2 separate regions of the Mus musculus genome follow, and region 1 is linked to region 2. The links are chromatin contacts, called in public HiChIP or PLAC-seq maps. All regions are on one chromosome and are shown on one strand. The core of a region is the stretch at or near the end of the contact, and the rest is flanking DNA. Distances in the headings are between cores, read along the strand shown.

Evidence for each region. HiChIP or PLAC-seq counts read pairs in DNA pulled down with a chosen protein or histone mark.
Region 1: an HNF4G HiChIP or PLAC-seq map of pancreatic cancer cells shows a contact between it and region 2. The contact joins two enhancer-like sites. A contact is called at or near these places in 1 of 115 datasets of contacts at active chromatin or transcription factors (pancreatic cancer cells) and 1 of 9 other capture datasets (adipose tissue).

Annotation. Positions count from the first base shown.
Region 1 is chr5:53,167,433-53,174,659 of GRCm38.p6, forward strand. It overlaps Sel1l3 (sel-1 suppressor of lin-12-like 3 (C. elegans)), which reads right to left. Exons shown (of 24, transcript NM_172710.3): 8 at 5,142-5,274; 9 at 2,925-3,065. Among named protein-coding and RNA genes, the nearest start is that of Sel1l3, 42 kb to the right of the region's middle. Within about 2 kb of position 4,284, at least 14 of the 459 cell types and tissues checked have an H3K27ac peak or open chromatin away from gene starts, as enhancers often do. A contact at or near this core is called in pancreatic cancer cells, where this site is marked.
Region 2 is chr5:53,039,527-53,046,447 of GRCm38.p6, forward strand. No RefSeq gene overlaps it. Among named protein-coding and RNA genes, the nearest start is that of Slc34a2, 6.4 kb to the right of the region's middle. Within about 2 kb of position 2,950, at least 75 of the 459 cell types and tissues checked have an H3K27ac peak or open chromatin away from gene starts, as enhancers often do. A contact at or near this core is called in pancreatic cancer cells, where this site is marked.

The DNA of each region.
Region 1 (7,227 bases), core at 3,034-5,533, 130 kb after region 2:
TGTGTACCGGGCTGCTGCAGGTGGCTTCTGGGCCCTTCCAACGAAACCTAGAAAAGCAGATGCCTCTGGGAGAATAGAGCACCAGCTCCAGTAATATACCTTCCTTTCCGCTCCTGAGTCCCCCTGCTCTGAGACAGTTGGGGATAAGCAGGGGTTGTGTGCCCTAAGGAGGCCAAGGCCATGGTTAGGGAGAGGTGCAGAGCTTGGGGGGCATTACTTCCTGGTGATCTCATTTAGCCTGAATTCTGCATTTGACTGGCAAGTCTGGCATAGTAAGTCTGAATGTTGAACATCTGGCTTTGGGGGTGGTGGGACTCAGTTCTGATTTCTACCAGTTCCACAGCCTGGCCTTGGCCCGTGGGACGTGCTAGATCTAGCTTGTCCTGCAAGCTCGTGATTTGAGTTTTTCATTTGATTCTATTTCCAGGCCTCCGTGGAGAATAAAATAGTCCTAGATTCAAACAAAACAAAACCTTGAGCTGTAAAAATAACATGAAAACATTTGTATTGAGAGTATTTTCTTTAAAAAGAACGTATTGGGAAAATGACTGGATTCTCCCCCACAACAGTGAAACTATATTTAACTATGACCAGAAATCACAGACACGAGTTTTGGTAGATGTGGTGGGAAGCTCCGTTTAAACTCCTCAACTTTCTGTATGCACCTTCTCCTTAGATCGTTTTAGGAGTGGGGCAACCCCACCATCTCATAGGGGCTCAGGGAAAACCTGAGCTGTCTCTTCTCAGTCATCGTAGCAGTTGGGGTGAATGGGTTTCCTGGGGACACAGGGATTGGTCAATGTCTAGTGGTGTCTTGGAGGAGAGGAGGGGGCACGGTTAGTATTAATGGATAGAGAGGAACATACAGCAGATGTTTACAGGAGGACCCCAAAACAAAGACCCTTGCAGCCCAAAGGAGTACAGCATTGAAGAGGAGAGATGTTTCTCCAAAGGGCTGCTTTCTGAATGATTTTTCTTCAGTGCTCACTCTAGGCAGGTGCTCCACCACTTAACTACATCCCCACTCCCACCCACAGTGTTTCATATACATGTCAGCTCACTGAACCAGGAAGAAAGGATTGCCCTAGGAGTCTCCCACTACCACACCTCCTCGTCCTCCTCCTCTTCCTCCTCTTCCTCCTCCACTACCATTACCTTCACCCCCACCATCACCATCTCCACTATCACCATCACCACCAACAACACCCCTTCCACTATCACCGTCACCACTATCAACGCCATCACCACCATCACCACCACTATCACCATCACCACCATCACCATCAACACCATTACTACCACCCAACTCCGTTGTGTAGACGAGGAAACCAGGGCTCAGCAAGAACAAGCATGTGCTTAAGATCACACAGTAACTGAGTGTTAAATGAAGTGGAAGCAAATTCACCCAGCCCCAGAGACCAGTGTCACAGAGCATACTCTTCAGATCACCTAGCAGTCATGGGTGCTGCAGGGCCACCTTTGTCATACCCCTTGGCTCTGTCTCCATCACTCTGTCCTACTCAGACCTCCTCCCTTTCTTCCAGGACTTTGTAATCCCCTCCCTGCTCCACACTCTTCTAACATCACCTCCCTGTTCCCAACTGCTGTCATTGTAACATCAGAGACTCCTCTGGTTACACTCTGCCTACAGCCTGAAATCCTCTAACTAAAAGGGAAAGCCACACAGATTACAGCTGGCGACTAAGCTTTGGCTGAGCCCCTAGGTCACCACTGGTTTCCTATCCCTTAGCATATCCTGCTGTCCCTCCTCCCTGCCTCTGCCCTGACTCCAGCGCCCACTCCTGCCTCTCTTATCTGGCAAATACCTCAAGAAGCAGTTACAATGTCTCCTCCTCCCGGAAGCCCTTCTGGGACACCTGAGTCTAGAAGCAGCCACTCCTCTCTCTGTGCCTTCACTTCCATGGCTTTTATTAAAACAACTTACAATTTATCTTTGCTTTTAAGCCCATCACTCAAGAGTGGGGAATCTCCTGCCATCTCACTCAGATAAGTGACTGAGTCTTTCCTTAGTCAATATCAAAGAACAAAAGATCAAATATCTTCCAGGATGGGCAGGGTCAGCGTATAAAGAAAGCCCATGCCTTGGGACAGGGCCAGTCGCCGAAGGTCATTTTCCCAAGCCAGGAACACAATGAGCTTTTTGATCCCTTGACACACGTACCTGTTCCGTGTGCTTCCCCTTGTGACCAGCTCCTGTTTCTAACAGGCATGGCTTCCAAAATCTCCTGGAGGCCCTACAGTGTGTACTTAACTAAGCAAATACAAATTGCATTGGGCCTAAGAGGAAGCCATCAGCATCCAGGAAGGACCTTCAAATCTGAGATGACACTGAAATGTCAAGTCAGGAGGCTCAAGTTCAACTGCCTAAGGGTTAGATGACATCTAACCATCTATGACAGTACATGGTAGGAGGCGAAAACCAGAGAAGAGGGACCTTGGGCAGACAGAAAATGCCTGGCCCTGGCCTTCCCTCTGAGATCGCTTACTATAGGAACAGGTCCAGGGCAGCTGCGTCTTTGATTTTTTTTTCCAAGTAAAGCTAGAAATTTGCATTTTTCTGAAAGTTTTTAGATACCGATAATGAAATTCTTTTCAAATACACAGAAAGGCATTTTGCAAACTAACTCCATTTGGAGGCCAACTCTGGCGGCGGCCTGTCCGTTATGCAGCCCTGGCTTTAGATAAAGCATCGCTTGAGTGATCCCTAAATTTAAGTTTTTGGAAATGTGCACAGATATATTCAGCGCTGTGGACACACAAGGGCAGAATTTAAATCTGAAATTAAACTAGAACACTAGGGTTAAAAATAACATTAAGGCATAAATCACCAAGGGAGAGTGAGTAGACATAAAAACAGGGTGCCTTTCTAGCTAGCTCCAAACCCCAGGCAGAGGCTCAGTTACCGGTCAGCAGGTCCATTTGCAGCAGGCTCTGGAACAAGCTGGGGTGCCTGTCTCTCAGTTCCTTCTCCCAGGGCAAGCCTCTGCACACCTCGGCTCTCCCATACTTGCGCTTGAGGTCCAGGTAGGAGTTATGGAAGTCACCTACACGGAAGCAGAAGACATCACTCCCTCAGGAGCGGCAATGACCTTATCCTTCTAAAAGCTCTCCTTCCTCAGGGGAACTTGGGATGGGAGGGCAGGCTTAATATGCCTGGATTTGGCTTGGGTCTTTCGGGAATTTGAAAACGGCCATTACACCTCTGCCTTGGGGGCAGCATTTGGAAGCAAGTCCAAGAGAAACGCGCCAAGGATGCTGATGGCTGTTGCCTAATTCTACAGAATGAGCAGCTGCCCTCTGACTTGCCCCCAGGAGGCTAATAATCTAGGCCATTTTTTTTTCTGGCTTGTGTTTTGAAGAACAAGGCCCTAGAGCCCCCCAGGAGGTGAGGAGGTTGGAGACTTTAGGATACTCTCCCTGATGCCACCAAACAGGTCGGCATAGAGGGCTGGCCTTTAGGGTCTCACTCCCAGTGCTGTGGGAATGATCCAAATGAGTTTCCTCTTTGGGACATTACTATTCCTGTGCGTCTGCCCCCTCTCCTGGCAGCATCTTTGTCTTTGTACATCTTTGTATGATTCAGTGAGCGTTAAGCGCAGCTGGAGATTAAGAGAGCGTATCCTTTTACATTTTCTGTACCTGCATGTATATGGCGAGGGGACACACGTGTGTGGGCATGCATCTACATGTGCACATGCACAGAGAGGCCAGGGGACAACCTTTGGTATATGTCCTTCCCAGAAACATCCTTTAGCCTTTGAGGTGTGGTTCCTCATCGTCTTGGAGCTAGCCCAGCTAGCTGTCAGTGAGGCTAGCCTGGCTGACCAGCAAGCCTTAGTCTCCATCTCCTCAGAACTGGGATTTCGGGTGAGTGACATCATATCCAGCCTTTTTATACGGGTTCTCGGCATGGAACTCAGGCCCTCATGCTTGCAAATACTTTACCAACTGAGCCATCTCAGTGCAAGATCATCTGCTTTTAAATTCGATTTTTGCTTAGGATGGGGGATCCTGTCTGTTCTACACGGCTCAAGTGGAGATCAAAGGGCAACTTTGAGAAGTCAGTTCTCCTTTTCCATCACACGGATCCCAGGGATTGAACTGAGGCTGTCAGGCTTGGTAGTAGATGCCTTTCCATACCTAGCTACCTCTCCAGCCTGATATGAGATTGACCAGCCACCACTCCCACCACTATGTGACCCTGTCAGACTGGGGCATGACTTAGGTCCATCTATGGGCCCCTCCTTCCCTAGCCTGGAACTGGAAGCTCCCCTAAGGGGGGGAGGAGGCATGAGCTGCACAAGGCAAGATTGAGATACTGAACTAGCTCTTGATGATGACAAATACCCCACAGGAATTTATCTTCCAGAAGGAACATATGTGACTAACTGCCGTGTCACCACATCAAACATGGATATCTAAAGCACAGAAAAATTTACAAGTTTAGGAGACTCTCCCTGATGCCACCAAACAGGTTAGCATATAAGGCTGGCTTTTCTAGGAGAAAAGCTGGGACCCTAGGAGACCAGACGGGACTCAGCTCCGTCCACACCCTGGGTGAGAAAGGAGAGTCTGGGCCACGTGAGCCCTGCGAACGCAGTCTATTTGAGATTTGTTCCTTTGCCAAATTTCCTGGTGCCTCCCTGAGCTGATCTGAGGGTTTGAGAATAAAACAGGGCCCCAGCCAGCAAAGTCACTGTTCAGATATTAATGGTCCAAGACAAAAGCACACTAATGTGTACAATAATTTCTAGTGATTAATTTATATTTTCCAATGCATTTTCTTTTCTTTTAGGCATGCCATCTAGGTAGAAAGAACACCAGGCAAGGTTCCTTTGTATTCTTAAATAAGATCGAGCAGGTATGGCGGGAGCTGACACCAGTTTTCGTTCATGGCGGTTGCTGGTGCTTTGTGGGGTTGGGTGGGGTAAGGATCAAGGCAGAACGCACATGCTGGTCCCCATCTGTCTTTGGAAGCCTTGAGTTACACCTGACCCTGCTGGTATCTGGGCTAAGAGGTTCGTGGGATGTTTCTATTTTAGTTCCCTCGCCCCAAGCAAAGCTAAACATGTCAATGCAAATGCAAAGCTTAAATATGCCCTCCAGAGCTCCGTACTTACATGTCTCTCGCCTCTCACCCCCAACCTGGACTGTTGCAGCATACGAGGATATTATATCCTGGACCTCAGTACACCGCTCATAGTATAGCTTGATTTGTTCAGCCAGTTCCTTCTCAAGGAAGGGATTAAGAACCTGCAGGAGGGTAAGAAATTGCATGAACTTCAATCATCATCAAATGTCCTCTGGCTAGTAGGACTAGGTGTGTTCAGCTGTCTGAGTTCCCTCTATGACATCACTGGCTACCATCCCACCTGGATATGCAAACCAGTGCCCTTTGGATCAATTCGAGGCATGCCAGTCCAGCGTCCTGTGTGCTACCTTCTCATCTGCAAAGCTTCTTCCATGTCAGTGGAGACCTGTCCCCTCCACGTGTAGTCCCTAGAAAACTGCACTCATCTCCATTTCCAAATGTTAATTCTACCCAAGGTGTGCCCGCCACCTGAGGCCGTCCTTCTGTTTCCTTCTGCTTTGCAGCAGCCTCAGTCTGCAGGAGCCAGTGAAGGGCCACTGCTCCAAAGCATAACTCCTGCAGGCTCAACGGTGGCCAGATGCACCCATGCACCTCGGTGAGCCCAAGCTTGTGGAAATTAACTCGTGTCATGTGACCTAGTAAGTGAACTGGGCCAAAGTCCCAAAGAGCAAGCCTCTTGGAACTGGGGGAATTAATCTTAACTCTGTTTTCAAATGCATGTCTGGACCCAAGAGAGGTTCACGAGATGGGCTCACTGGGTCATAACCAGCAGTGGTTTCTTTTGTTTTTTATACCGAAGGATCCAAAACTTCAGAGCACATTAGAGGAGGCGGAGGAGGTATTCTTAGTAAAATTATTTTTATTTTCATATATGAATACATGTATGTATGTGTGTGTGCTGTTCATTCTATTAATCAGAGTATCTTCAAAACATCATTTAAAGCTGGGTCTGTTGACATCCATCTGTAATTACAACTAGTCAGTAGCCTAAGGCAAGAAGATCAAAATTTCAAAGCATGTCTGAACTCCAGAGTGAGTTCAAGGCTAGCCTGGACAACTTTGTGAAAAACCTGTCCGCCCCCCACCCCCCAATTTTTTTAAAAAATGTTTTTAAGAAAGGAAAGAGTCTAAAGCTGAAAGAAAGCTCAAAGGTATTTGAGCCCCAGTACCAAAAAATATTTTTGTTTTGTTTTTGTGAGACAGGGTTTCCTATGTCCCAGGCTGATCCAACTTGACCTTGAGCTCTTGATCGTTTTTGCCCCGAACTGCCGACCACTGGCATTACCGGTGTGCACCACCATTACATGCCAGAGCGGTGGAATGTTTGAAGCTCAGCCTAACCCATCTTTCTTGCTTCTCCTCTCTGCTCCGGTCTGGCATGCAGTAGGCACTCTGAAGCATTTACTGCTCAAGTGGATCTGTGATTTTTCTTTTCCCAGTTATCTCAAAGGGAGGGAGGGAATCGGGCTTCCTACTTGTACTTGTGTCTTTGCCTGAACTCCACGGGGTCAAGGGAATGAGAGGACAACTCTCTCTCAGGCATCTGGTGGGGTCCTCCATCTCCTTAGCAGGGATGAGAAGGCACTGTTCTGAGGCTGTGTGGTAGGAAGCCGAGAGTCCTTTACTGGAATGGCTGCAGTAGTCCTCCGTGGGCATGTTAGGATGTGTGTCCTGGGTACAGTAAATTGCCTTGGGGTCCAAAGCCCTCCTGAATATGGCTCCCTGTGGCTTGCCCATCCCAGCATGAGCTGAGGCAGGGCTTCTGTGAGGATGAGTGAAAGATTGGCTGGCATGGGGCTTTAATTTGCTGGAGTATTGCTTCTTCTGATACTTTAAATAATAGCGTAGAAAAGAAGCTTTACCAAATAACTAAGATTCTCTCCTTTCATTAGCTTAATCACTGGATAGGCAACAGCCTGATAAAAATCTACTCTATAATTAAGCTAGTAGTTATTAAAACAGAGGAAGTAAATGGTTCCCATTTTATGAGTACTAAATGAACCGCACGGTAACAGAAATCTATTATTGGGCTGGCTCAGGGGAAGCCTCAATATTAATTATGTTTGGTGGCTGAGCCCACGCATGGTTCAGTCCGCTTGGGTAAATCTTTTGTT
Region 2 (6,921 bases), core at 1,700-4,199:
GGCTACATGAAACTCTTGAAAAAGAAGCTGCCCAGGTAGTGGTGGCACATGCCTTTAATCCCAGCACTTGGGAGGCAGAGGCAGGAGGATTTCTGAGTTCAAGGCCAGTCTCATCTACAGAGTGAGTTCCAGGACAGCCAGGGCTACACAGAGAAACCCTGTCCAAGGAAAAAAGAAAAAAAAAATGAAAAGCTGGGTGGGGGTGGTGCCACACGCCTTCTATCCTAGCACTTGGGTCTCTGAGTTCAAGGCCAGCCTGGTCTACAGATTAAGTTCTAGGACATCCGGGGCTACACAAAATTCCTGTCTTGGGGAGTGGGAGAGTAAATAAATAAGAAGTAGAGAAAAAATGCTCAGAGTACAATTCAGGCGGGACAAGAAACAGGAGTTGTGTAAGGAACAACGCAATTGCATTGTAAATGACACGCCATGCTGCAGTAATCAATCTTAATACCAGGTCCCGTCTGGATACTCTGGCTACTTATCAGTTCTGAGTCAGTGGGGCAACACGACAAGCCCCACAAAATGTGGGATTAGGATAATCTGACTTTTCAATGAAAAGATATCTTGGAGCTCTGACACTCCCTTCACCTAAGAAAATTTGAGATTACAGGCGTCTACCACCACGCCTGCCTCTGGGGTTATATGCTTGCTAAAACATATACAGCTTAAAACAAAACAAAACACACTGACCAGAAACAGCCTAACTTTGGTTCAAAGGGGAGTATTCACACTTTTTGCACCATCTGACTGGAGATGGGGTGGTTGGGCAAGCCAAGGACCATAAAATTGTCACTTATAAAGCAAGTGTCCTCTATGCCTGCCTTTTGCAGGAGCCCCCACTGAACAAGGTATTCCTTGAAAGTGCAAATTACTGAGGGCTTTCTGAGTTTATAAGAGATTTCAGGGAGTCTGTATGTCATCACAAGGGATCATAGAAGCTTACCAGGTGAGAGGATGGTGCCTGGATGTTTGTGGGGCTGCCGAACCTCCTTGGTGTAAGTTTCTTGAGTTCGTGGTACCTCACCTTCCCTCGCTCCCTCCCAACCTATACAATGATCTGGGTTCTCTAATGGGTATTTTGGGTTAAATCTGCTTTCTTTTGCTTGGCAACTTAAATGCTTCAAGTAGGAGATGTGTTCTCCAGGCCCACAGTCTGGCCACTCAAAAAATAGATTGGAGATATTTCAAGTCTGTGTGTCTCTGTGTGTCAGTAAGGAGTATACAAGTCAGCATATCCTCGGTATCTTTTACCTGTTAGAGACAAGGTTTCAATTATCCAGGCTGGCTTTTAATTCATTCTGTGACCTAGGCAGGCCTTGAACTTTGATCCTCCTGTCTCAAACCTTTTCTGTGTAGCTTGGATTATATATAGTCCTGCATGGTCAGGTCTAGATTGGAGATAATCATTGAGTACTCACCACCTATGAGCCAACCTCAACCTTAAGCTTATGGTCTACAGACAATGGAGAATCTAAAATATAGAGTAGTGTTAGGCAGTGATTACTGGAAAGGCTAGGCAGAGGAGTAAATAGAACAAGAACAGCCCAAGAGGTGAGGGTGGGAGGTGGATCAGTTCAGTCAAGTCATCCTCTACCTCAAGATTGAGGTAGCAGCCTAAGATAAAGCTGGGGAACATCAAGGAAGCTTTACGAACCATCCGAGACCAGTGGCACCAGGAAGGTCAACAGCCCTGAGACAGAGTGCAAGGGGGAAGTCTGAGGAACAGCAGGAAGGCTCTGGTTGCAAGTGAGGTGGAAGATTTTCCACTACATTGTAACTGATGGAGAGTTAGAAGCTTAGAAGGACTGGGGTTGTTGCTTGGTAGAATAATTGCTTTGTAGGTAGTAGGCCCAGAACTCTGCAAATAAAAACGTTTAGTAAGAAAGGATGGAACCCGACCAGGACTCTGTTCTTTGGCTATTGCAGTTGGAGGAGAAAGTGGTGGAGTGGGTGTACATTGGGGTGACCCTAGAAGTCCCGTGCACCAGGATTCCCGATCATAAGTGCTAGGGCAGAACTGTTCTTTGAGCTGAGGCTGACCTAGAAACTGCTTGCTGTACGCTTGGCTATCGCCTTTAACTCCTGATCCTCCTGCCTCTGCACACGAGTGCTGAGATCACAAGCATGGACCACCAGTAACTGCTGCTGTTTCTTTTCATTTTTTACTTTAAACATTTTAGCTCAATTACAAATGTCCTGGTGTTTTTCTTTTTAGTGCTGTTGGGGGGGGGGGGGCGCGTCACTCCTGGCTTTTTAAACGTACCAGACCAGTGTCACCGTTGATCACATTTCCCAGCCCTCCCCTCTGACACTGCTCTCAGCTTCCTCTTCCTCCTTGTGTCTGAATAGATTAAGCTACCTCTGCTTGTAAGCTGTGCTAAAAAAATCTATGTTGCAGCAACAAAATGGAAAAGTGCAGCTACCCCTTGCCCACTGCTGGAGAGCACTAAGAACACTTGAGAATTGCTTTTCAGGATAGTCTCTGCATGTTTATAAACATATCTAAGGGAAGATAAAGTGGATGACCATCCTGTCAGTCCTATGCCCTCTCCCCTTCATGCTGCCTCTCATTTAAGCCTGGTTCTTTGAAGTCTGGTGCTTTCTTGTGACTATGTAATGCATTCTTTGACATTTCTTGAATTCTGGCCTAAGAGGGATGGATTCCCTGGCAGTAAGCCTGACCAATCATTCTTAAGAATATCAACATTGCCACAGGGCCCGGGAGAAGCTCCCGAGAATGCAGGAGCTCAAAGTGGATTTGCTCCCGTGGTTAATTTGAAGTCAGTGTCTCAGGCATTTATGACACAATCCACTTCAGGGCCCTCGCAGCCACTGTCTGTGGTCAGAGGAGAACTGGGCCAACAGGCCCCCAACAGGCAGGCCTTACAGGCAGCTGATTCTTGGGCCTGGCCCACCAAGTCAGCTGGGGCCATGCAAACAGTATTGATCATCTCCAACTTCTGCCTTCCAAACCCAGAGAGTTTGCAGTGAGCAGAGCTAGGCTGGGCTCTCCCATTTCATTCCATCCTGGGAATTTCCCAGGTCTGGTGACTCAGGGTGGGGTGTGGCACCAAGGAAGAGACACTAGATAGAGCCTGGGTCTGGGTGGCCTTCTCCCTCTCACAGAGCAGACATTCCCAGTTCTTAAAGAGCTTCTCGTTCCAGCCAGGGCCTTAGCAAACAGGCAGGAAGAGAAGGGGTGGGGGTGGGGGGGCAGAGATGCTGGCCAGAAACAACAGGTCAAGGTCGGTTTGCATCTGAGATGACACCAGGGTCAGCATGAACATTGGCAGTCCACGCCTACTTTATTTGACTTTCCCAACATTCACTTTTTCATTTATTCCTCAGTACTAAGAATTAAACCCCAGACTCTGTACAGGCTAGGCAAGTGCTTAACCACTGTGCAACACTCCCAGCACATGATATGTTTGAGATAGGCTGGCGGGAAATGCACTGTGTGACCCAGGATAATCTTGAACTCTAGTCCTCAACTTCCACTTCCCCAGTGCTAGAACTCCAATTATGAGCAGCCACACCCAGCAATATTATTTATTTATTTATTTACTTGCTTAAAGTCGCAAAGCCTGGGTGCCTGGCTTTTCCCGTAAAGTCCAAAGATCTTGCAGTATCTGCCGTGAGAAGGGCCCAGCTCTACCCAGGAGTTCTCCCCGGAACAGAGGTTGGACTCAGCACCCCGTTGTTGTGATCTGTGTTTGACTGTTGGATGGCTTGCTGCTTTCCCCATGTGCTTGGCTGGCTGGGGAGGCAAGCTCTCTGAGGCTGCTGGGTTTCTGGGAAAGAACTGCTCAACTGAAGGGAAGAAGTCAGGGGCAGAACTGACAAGAAGGGCACTATGCTGTCTTTTAAGTGGGTCTGTCTCTCACTGGCCTACTTGTCACCAGGGTGTACTGTCATAAACTAGAGAACCACCCCATGTATGTGGCATGACAGCATATGTGAGCATCTATATATTATGGGATAGGCTAATAGGAGTTCCAACCCCTGAGAAACTAACATTTTCACCACCTTTGTGTTAGGTAAGGGAGTCTGGCCTGTCCACTATACCCATTTAATAGATGAGAAACAGATATGGATGGATAAGCTCATCAAAATTTTAAAGTTCTTTCTGACTTCAAAATTGGCATGTCTGGATACAGATTTTCTTAATGATAGACACGAATCTTCCATCCTCCTATCCTTGTTCAATCATCTAATCTCCATGTAAAAGCCATAGCTCTTCAGAGGTGCTCCTTGCCCAGGGTTGGCTTGATCTATTAATTTCATCATGAAATTATGAAACAGAAAATACTTTGTCTACTTGCTCCATTTTCTATTGCTGCCAATGTTATAGCACACACTTCCTTAGTCAGAGAAAATGTTTATTTTGGTTCATAGTTCTGGTCCAGAGTTCATCTTGGTGGCCTTGTTGGCAAAGCTCAGAAGTGGTGCTAGAAGACCCAGAGACCCAGCCAAACGGGCTTTTATTGCAGGCCATTCTCCAGATAACCCATTAGCCATAAATCCACTAATTGCATGGATAGATTAATTCATTCATGAGGGAAGAGCCTTGGTTATCTTATACTGGAGATTATATTTTGGTTTGTCTCAGTGTGCACAGTGAGTGGCTCATGTCTATCACCCCAGCATTTAGGAGGCTAAGGTTGAAGGATGTGGAGTTCAAGGCCAGACAATCAGGGCTTATTATTTGTTTTGTTTTGAGAGTATACCCTATTTCTATGTCAATGTGAATTAAGGCAATGGTTTTATTTAGATAGCACCTTACTGTGGAACCCAGGCTTGCCTGGAGCTTACACACTCTTTCTCCCTCCTGGAAGTGTGGTTAGGTTTAGTTATACATCCATTTAAGCTCTCTCCAGCAGTTGTCCCCTTAGGCAATATTAAAATACAAAATACTTTTCTTAGAGTAGTGCTGTTAGGGGCTCTGGGACCTAAGGAACTTTTTTCTTTTTTAAAAAAGGTCTCTCTGTAACTTCTGCTGCCCAGATACTCAAATGTGAAGCAAAAGCAATGCTCCTGCCTCACCTTCCCTAGTTCTAGGATTATGGTCCTGGCAGGGAGATAGGTTCTTAGATAAACACACACATTGATTCATATTCTCTCTCTCTCTCTCTCTCTCTCTCTCTCTCTCTCTCTCAAGCACACACCTAGCCACAGTGAGTTCTAGCAAACATAACTCTTCAGGCTGGGAGGAGCCAGACTCCACAGGGAAGAAGGGAAACTAAATTGCAGATGGGTTTCTAACCAGCTAACTTAGCTAGTTAAGACTCTAACTTAGATGAGGAATATAAAAATAAGGCTGCTGCTGACTGCTGTGGGCGCTGCTGTAGCGGGGAACTCTCCCCACCACAGTTATGTCACACAGTAAGGACTGAACAAGAGATTCACCCCCAAGAAGCCACACATGCCAAGGAAAGGCATGGCCTGTGCTGAATAAGGGCTGTGAGATACTTAAGGAATTATGGGGTGGCTTTAGGTTTAGTAAATGATAGCTCTTCAAGAGGCTGTTCAATTTGCTTGTTCACAGTAGGAAAATGTCTAGTTTGTCATGAGATGGGATCTTATTGTGCAATTCCTGGGTAGCTGGGCTACAGGTGTTCATATCTGTCTACTCTATTTTGCATGGTGATCTAAACACGTGACACTGAGACTTCGAAGAAACTTTATTAGAAATTCAGTTGCAAAGATGGCAACAGAAAGCATAGGCTTTTGATTTTAGGTGGCCTTGCAAACTGCTGGTGGAGCCAGATTGCCTTGTTTAGATTCTGTAGCCGCACTGTGACTATGGGCGAGGCAATCTTTATCTCAATTTGCTCATCCATAAAATGGAGACGATAAACTTATCTTGTAGGAAGAAATGAGTCACTGTGTGGAAAACTTCACGTTTAACATCGGTGTCCTGAGCAGAGTAAGCAGGGTTTTGTAGCTCTGCTGACCACAATATTCATGTGACAGCAAGGAGTTCAAACCCACTGACCTCTAAAGCACTAGAACTTAGTAGAGCCACCCAGTGATCTTAGGTCAGCCCTCACCACATTCAGTTACTATGGTTACTGTAATGCAAAGCTTAAGCAATGTGTGGTGCACATCTCATCCAAAGGAGGGGCTGAGGCGGGATGATCTCGAGTTCAAGGCCTGACTTGACTACTGTGCATCACCACTTTGTCTCAACCAAATAAAAATATACAGAAAGGGAATCAGTGAAGCTCATGAATTGATCACAGAGGAAATGACCATTCCTAAGTGGTCCCTGTGAGCCTAGGAAGACCATACCATTCTTAGAGGCCGAGTGACTTCCGGGGCATGTCCTTGCTCCTGAACTTAACAGTTATACAACTAAAGTATGCATTCCTGTTAAAATTCAGTCAGGCTGGTTTGGGGGAATTTAGTGAGAGCAATCAGGAACTCTCCTGACTTGGCTTTAAATTAACACTATGTTGGTAAGATGCACTTTCTTTACTTGACTAAGTTGTCATCTGGCTACTTTGACAACAACAAACGTTAATAATTCCAGTGTTAGTCAATTTCTCTTCCTGTTCTGGGATGAGGATTCAGGCTGCTCAGAGCTGTGCTGGTCTGCCCTGGCTTTCTTTGATTGTTCATGCGTTTTCTTTGATTTGTGATCATTACTACCAGTGACTATTACACTTCACTCTGGCTTGTCCATGTGTTCTGTTTAATTTTTTTTGTGTAAGTGCGTGTGTGCCTGCAGGAGTTCAGAGGTCAGAAGAGGGCCTCTGATCCTCAGAAACTAGAGTTACAGATGGTTGAGTCTCATGTAGAAACTGAGAACCCAAAACAGCTCTAATAAGAGCAAAAAGTGCTAAGCCATCTCTCTAGTCCTCACCTTTGTTTATTTTTGAGACAGAGTCTATCTACCTAGCCCTGGCTGTCCTATAA